2 separate regions of the Triticum aestivum genome follow, and region 1 is linked to region 2. Evidence: chromatin contacts called from public Hi-C data. All regions are on one chromosome and are shown on one strand. The core of a region is the stretch at or near the end of the contact, and the rest is flanking DNA. Distances in the headings are between cores, read along the strand shown. Region 1 holds the start of LOC123147613 (serine/threonine-protein kinase-like protein CCR4). Region 2 holds the start of LOC123147611 (survival of motor neuron-related-splicing factor 30).

What was found. A called contact is a pair of places that touch in the nucleus more often than the background predicts.
Region 1: a contact with region 2 is called in a Hi-C map of an unstated tissue, with 6 times the contacts expected there. The contact joins the promoter of LOC123147613 here to the promoter of LOC123147611 in region 2. A contact is called at or near these places in 3 of 5 Hi-C or Micro-C datasets (leaf and an unstated tissue).

The regions. Positions count from the first base shown.
Region 1 is chr7A:468,910,986-468,914,101 of IWGSC CS RefSeq v2.1, reverse strand. It overlaps LOC123147613 (serine/threonine-protein kinase-like protein CCR4), which reads left to right and starts at 1,338. Exons shown (of 1, transcript XM_044566877.1): 1 at 1,338-3,116. The coding sequence starts at 1,536.
Region 2 is chr7A:468,602,783-468,605,682 of IWGSC CS RefSeq v2.1, reverse strand. LOC123147611 (survival of motor neuron-related-splicing factor 30) reads right to left here and starts at 1,313. Exons shown (of 8, transcript XM_044566875.1): 1 at 1,107-1,313. The coding sequence starts at 1,172.

The DNA of each region.
Region 1 (3,116 bases), core at 89-2,588, 310 kb before region 2:
ATAAACAAAGGGGGTGTACAAGTTCTCTGGAAAGACCGGGCATTCCCTATAAGTACATACATATATGTAGAAAATCACCCAGGTAATACTTGCGCGATAGTACAGACAAAGTAGTAACTTTCAGCCTTTTGCTTGAAGAAGAGAAGGAAAGTTTCCAAGCCCACGTAATTTGGATTGAAACCTCGTCCGGCGTGGGTTTTTGTCAACTTAAGAGTAAATGTCAAAAGTTTTAAAAAACAGTAAACCACCACTAACTTCTTCCGACTTGGCCGCAATTCTGCAGGGACTGTACAGACTGGGCCGGGCTCTTGATTCTGAGGGTAGAGTCAGTCGTTTGTTTATTTCTTTCTTTTCCTTTTTGCGAGGGAGATTCAGTCGTTTCCACGGACTGCGGCACTGCGCAGTGCAGAATCAGATGCCTGGAAACCCTAAAACAAAACAAAATAAATTTGTTTGTTGCTGTATGGGAGATATGAGTCGGCAATGCTACACGTTTGGCTTTTATAGGTGGGTTAGTTTTTATTGGTCAACAAGTGAGGGGGATGGCCCACCCTCCTGAAAATCAGGTGGGAGGGAGAGGCTTGTAATTGGTTGTTAGATGAAAAGAGCTTGTAAAAGCTTGTAAATCTTTGTATGTCTAGCATTTTTGGATATGAGTATATGACAGTTGCTCTTGCTGGGTTTCTCTTGGTGAATGAAAGTATGATCTCTGCATGTCCATGACCGAGAGATTGATTCCATCTTCAGTATGCCATCTGCATTTATCATTTTTTTTCCAATGCCTTTGTAACTAGAACATGTTCAGGATTAATACAACCACTGATTATTAGAAACCACACCGAGTGATAACCTACTAGTACAAGTTTTCAGTATATTTTGCAAAAAATAAAGTTTTTAAGTATAAATGCGGAAAGCACAAGAGAATGGTAAAAAAGGAGAGAATGGTAAAGGCTTCTCTGCTGTTAGAGATGCTCTGATAATTCCCCCCCCCCCCCCCCCCAAAAAAAATAAAAGATGCCCTGCTAAGTGGTTATGCACTAATTTGCCTCCTAGCAACCGATAATCCGGCAATCATTGTGGTTTTGGAGCTAAGCAGCAGCTAGAGAGCTAAGCTAGCTGAGAAGCCAGGCAGCAAAGTGAGGTCGGAGAAATTAATTCACAAGCTAAGCATTGACACTTGAATTTCAACGGACCTAGTCAAGTCTACCAAACCAAACCAAAACAACCTCCCTCACCTCATCATCGATCCATCATCACAATCACACACACTTATTTCTGAATTAATCTACTCCGTATAGTAGCATGACTAAAATATAAAAGTAAAACCAACCCAACCCAACCCAACGAGCAACGAAACCCAACGCGGACGCGGTGTCCTCGACTCGTTCTCCATCGGTCGATCCACCCACCTACAACCCCGAAACAGAAAGCCAAGCCACCAAGCGAGAAATCAAATCCAAGCGAGCCGAGCCAAACCGGAGCTCCCTCCGTCCCTCCATCCATACACCCATGTCGTCTCCTCCCTCTCGTTCCCAATGCTAATGTCTCGCCGCCCCGGCCTCGCCACCAGCACAACGCGCCTCCTCGTCGTGATCGCCTTCCTCCTCGCCGTCGCCGCGGCCGCCGCGCCGCCGTCGCCGCGCCAGTTCTCCACCGTCGCCATCTCCCACACCCGCAACAGCACGCTCGTCTGCGCGCTCATCATCGACAGGGTCAACGAGGATGGCGGCGGCAACTCCAAGCTCCAGTGCAAGTCCATGCCCGACGGCCGCCTCACCTCCTACCCCTCCGCCGACATCCCCTTCAACGCCATCGCCGCCGGCAAGGACTTCCTCTGCGGCCTCATGGCGCCCGTCGGCGGCCACGCCGCCATGCGCTGGTGGTCCTTCACCGAGGAGGAGGAGGCCAGGCGGTCTCGCCCCGTAGGCCGGCGCATCTACTGGGGCCCCTCGCTCCGCTCCATGTCCGCCGGCGGCCCGCACGTGTGCGGCCTCTCCGACGACCACGACCCCACCTGCTGGGAGTGGCCCGGCCTCGACCTGCCCAAGGGCCTCGACTTCTCCCTCATCGCCCTCGGCCAGGACTTCCTCTGCGGCATCGTGAAAGGCGACGACACCGCCATGAGGTGCTACGGCGGCGCCATGCCGTCGACGCCCCAGTTCACGGCCGACGGGGTTGATGTCACGTTCCAGACGGTCGCCGCTGGGCGCCGCCACGCCTGCGCCGTGGACAAGCTGGGCGGCCTCGTGTGCTGGGGCGACGGAAACCCCACGGTCCGTCTCGACGAGCTGCCGGCCGACATGATGGCCATGGCGCTCGGCCGCAACACCACCTGCATACTCGCCGGGAACGGCACGGTCAGGTGCTGGGGCGTGAAGGTGCCGGAGGAGTACACGCACACCACCTTCGTCTCCATCGAGGCCGACGGCGACACGGTGTGTGCCGTCATGACCAGCAACTACTCCGTCGTCTGCTGGGGGAACGACGGCCGCTTCGACGGGAGGCACCTCGTCTACAACAACACCATGCCGGGAGCCTGCGCCCCTAAGAGTAACTGCTCCTGCAACATCGTACCCGACTCAGGGAGGCTCTGCGGCACCGGCGGCGGATTGGGCGGCGAAGAACTCGCCGTGTGCAGCCCGTGCAAGCAGCCACTGAACGCGTCCAGGATCGTCGTCAGCAATGGGAGTACGGCCCGGCTCGGTGACGGGGCTGGTGATGCGAAGAAGAAGAAGACGCTCTTCGTGGGGCTCGGCGTGGCCAGCGCCGGCGTCTTGGTGATCATCGTAGCAGGGCTGACGTTCTACGTGCTGGCGTCCAGGAAGTCGGAGAAGAAGGCGCACGCCACCGTCCGGCTCGGGGAGTCGTCGTCCAGGCGGCTCTGCCGCGACGGCGACGTGGAGATCATGGTCATGCCGGCGCGGGAGCGCTCGGCTTCGCAGCCTGCGCGACCGCTCGGGTGCGAGGAGTTCACGCTCAAGGATCTCTCGCGGCTGACGAACGCGTTCGCGGAGGAGGCCAAGATCGGGAGCGGCAGCTTCGGGTCCGTGTACCGCGCGAAGCTCCCCGACGGGCGGGAGGTCGCCATCAAGCGGGCCGAGCGCGCGTCCACCGGC
Region 2 (2,900 bases), core at 64-2,563:
GTGAGTAAATTATGCCTCACGTTTTGGCTGTTGGATCCTGGAACCTGAATCGAGGAGCAGGCTGCGGGAACGCCGAATCTTCATCGAATCGTACCGAATCTGACCTCGTTCCCGAATCCGATTCCGGGTCGATGAATCGGGATCGAGGGACGGCCTACCGTTCCCCGTTTCCCGCTACTATGGTCCGGATAGATCAGAGCAGATGTCATATTTGTTTATAGAAGATCATTTAATCAATTTTCAATGTAAATCACTCCTCTAAAACAGAAAGACATGGACAAAATATTAAAAAGAGTGAGTAGAATCTAGCGCGAAACAATGACTGCAACAAGGGACCAAACTTGGAACAAATACATCAACAAGTCTCGAGACAAAATTCAACCACCATGTGCACTTTACAAAGCGTTAACCACATGAACATAAAAAGTTGCATGCTCTGATTTGTGAACCAGTGGACTGTTCTGTCTTCTGCACATATGTAAATTCAACAAAATGCAGGATCAAATGGGCGATGGACATCGAAACATTTTGCTCCACCAAGCAGCACCAACACAATACAGCCCTAGTATAGAATTCATGGGAACCAATCAAGCTACATAATGTGTCAATCCAGTGTTGTCCAATATGTATTTCTAAGAAGTCTCAGAATCCAACACTTACCTTAGGATTTTTTAACTCTGCAGTTCAAACTAATTTAGCTATCTATCGCTGACATGAGCAGGCAGATTTCCACAGATTGTTCCAATACCCGGCGTCCCTTTAACATAATGAAAATGATAACTCTTTTAGCTGGGGAAATAGTGATAAGAGCAGGTTATTACGGCTGCTCTACTATTTAATCAAAGGTTTAATCAATTGTAAGGTCCTGGACTTTTCACTTAGGCCTCTCGAAACCCTAGAATCGGACGCACATCCGAAACCTAATCTCTGAACACACAGCATCCAAAGCACAGAAACAAAGCACGTAGCTGCGCACAAATTATTGTGGCCCTAATAACGCGCAGCACCTAGGTGGGGAAACCAGAACTGATGGAGGAATCGCCGCAGCACAACGAATTACTACCGAGGATTGGACGCGAGGGGGGGATGGGGGGAGGGGGAGAGACCTCGCGGAGCTGGTCCTTGTAGGTGGAGAGATTGGAGGCGAGCTCCTCGACGCTGAGATCCTCCATGCCCGCCGCCTCCGACGCTCTCCTCCGGCTCGAGCTCGATTCGATTCGATTCGTGACGCCTCGCGCCGCCCGAGAGTTTTCTTTTTGTTCGTTTGGGGAAATCTTATTGTTGTTGTCTGTTCGTGGTGGGGATGGATTTTTATCGCGAGGAAGAAGAGGCCGAGTCGATTTGCCTCTTCCAATTGGGCTGGGACTCAGGGACTGCAACTCTCGGCCCATCGTGGGGTTTGCTGCGTGGATGCGCAAATGCGACGCGCGTGTGAGCGGGCTGGCCCGGCGCTGGGCGATTTTCGTTTTTCTGACACTCACTTATTCCCAAACCAATTCTCAAAAAGGAAAAACTTATTCCCAAACCACCGCTCAAAAAAGAAAAACTTATTCCCAAACCTATATAGTAGTTAAAAAAATCTTATTCCCAACCCTCGTGTTTGTGTAGGATTAATCTCTTTTGCTTACCATTTCATGGAAACCCTTTTCACCAATATCTTAGCCTTCTTTCCAGCTTATCACAGCATTCCTTGTAAGCGGTCCTCTCACTATTTCTACTTCTCGTGGTCTTGAGGTGTCTTGATCAGTCGATGTATCCAACACAGGCTCAGAGAAGACACCTCCTTCTCTCAACCATCTGTACAAGGAAGAACTTACCACTATCCGGAGTCATTTTTTTCTGCCTTTTTTCATGTTTAATTGATTTTCCTTTTCATTTTTATTTTTATTTTATTTTGAAGAAATAATTTCCAGATATTAAAGTTTTCACAAAATAAATTAATACTTTTAAAAATGCAAAGACGCGTTTAAATTATACGAACATTTTCCTACAATACGGAACTTTTTAGTTAGATAAAAAATCTTACAACATGTGAATGCTAATCTATTGACAATTTTATAAATTATATGAATATTTTTAAAATAATTTTTAAAATTACAAGAACAGTTTTAAAGGTGTGAATACTTTTCAAATTACTTGATATTTTAAAATGTAAATAATTATTATTTCCCCATCACATTTTAAAAAATATTGGAAGTATATACATGTATATATGTTAATTTTAAGGTTTAAACAAAGAAAAATGATGTCCCTGAGCTCATTCAGAGGTCCTTTAGGCGGAGCTAGCGCTCGGTGGAAATGAGCGACACATTTTTGCACCTCAGTTGATGGGCAAGTTTTCGCTAGAAGATCCAGCCAAAACAACTTAAAGTGCATTTAAATTTAACAAGGCTCTGGTGGACATCACACAAGGAGTTCATGTGGACGCACACTTGCTATGAAGGGTAGATCAAAACAGGACGCGTCAGAGTAGGATATTGCTGGACAGGGTGCCAAACAATGCCCCAGTTGTGCAAGGAGTAAGACGCAAAAGTGGCCGACACGACAAATTCATTGGGCTTTGTATCCACTTGCATCGAGCATGCCTTGGAGTTGCTCATGTCAGTACAATCCAGCAGCTCGAACCGTAATACACGTGAGAGAGGAAGAAGCCGCGAACATCACCATGGACCTAGACACCCAAAAATGGAGTGGAGCGAGATCTTTCAGGGCGAGGACGGTGTGCAATAGGTGGCAAAGTGGCCTTGCTACCTATTCCATTAGAAACCACAGATTTTTAGGTCCAACACATGGCTCAAACTTCAAAGTGTTTCAACATGTAAAAAGGTGGTTCAAACTAAAATAAAGCAATGTTTTTCCTTACTTATGGTGTAGCGTCTTGTTTTATCACTTACAACATG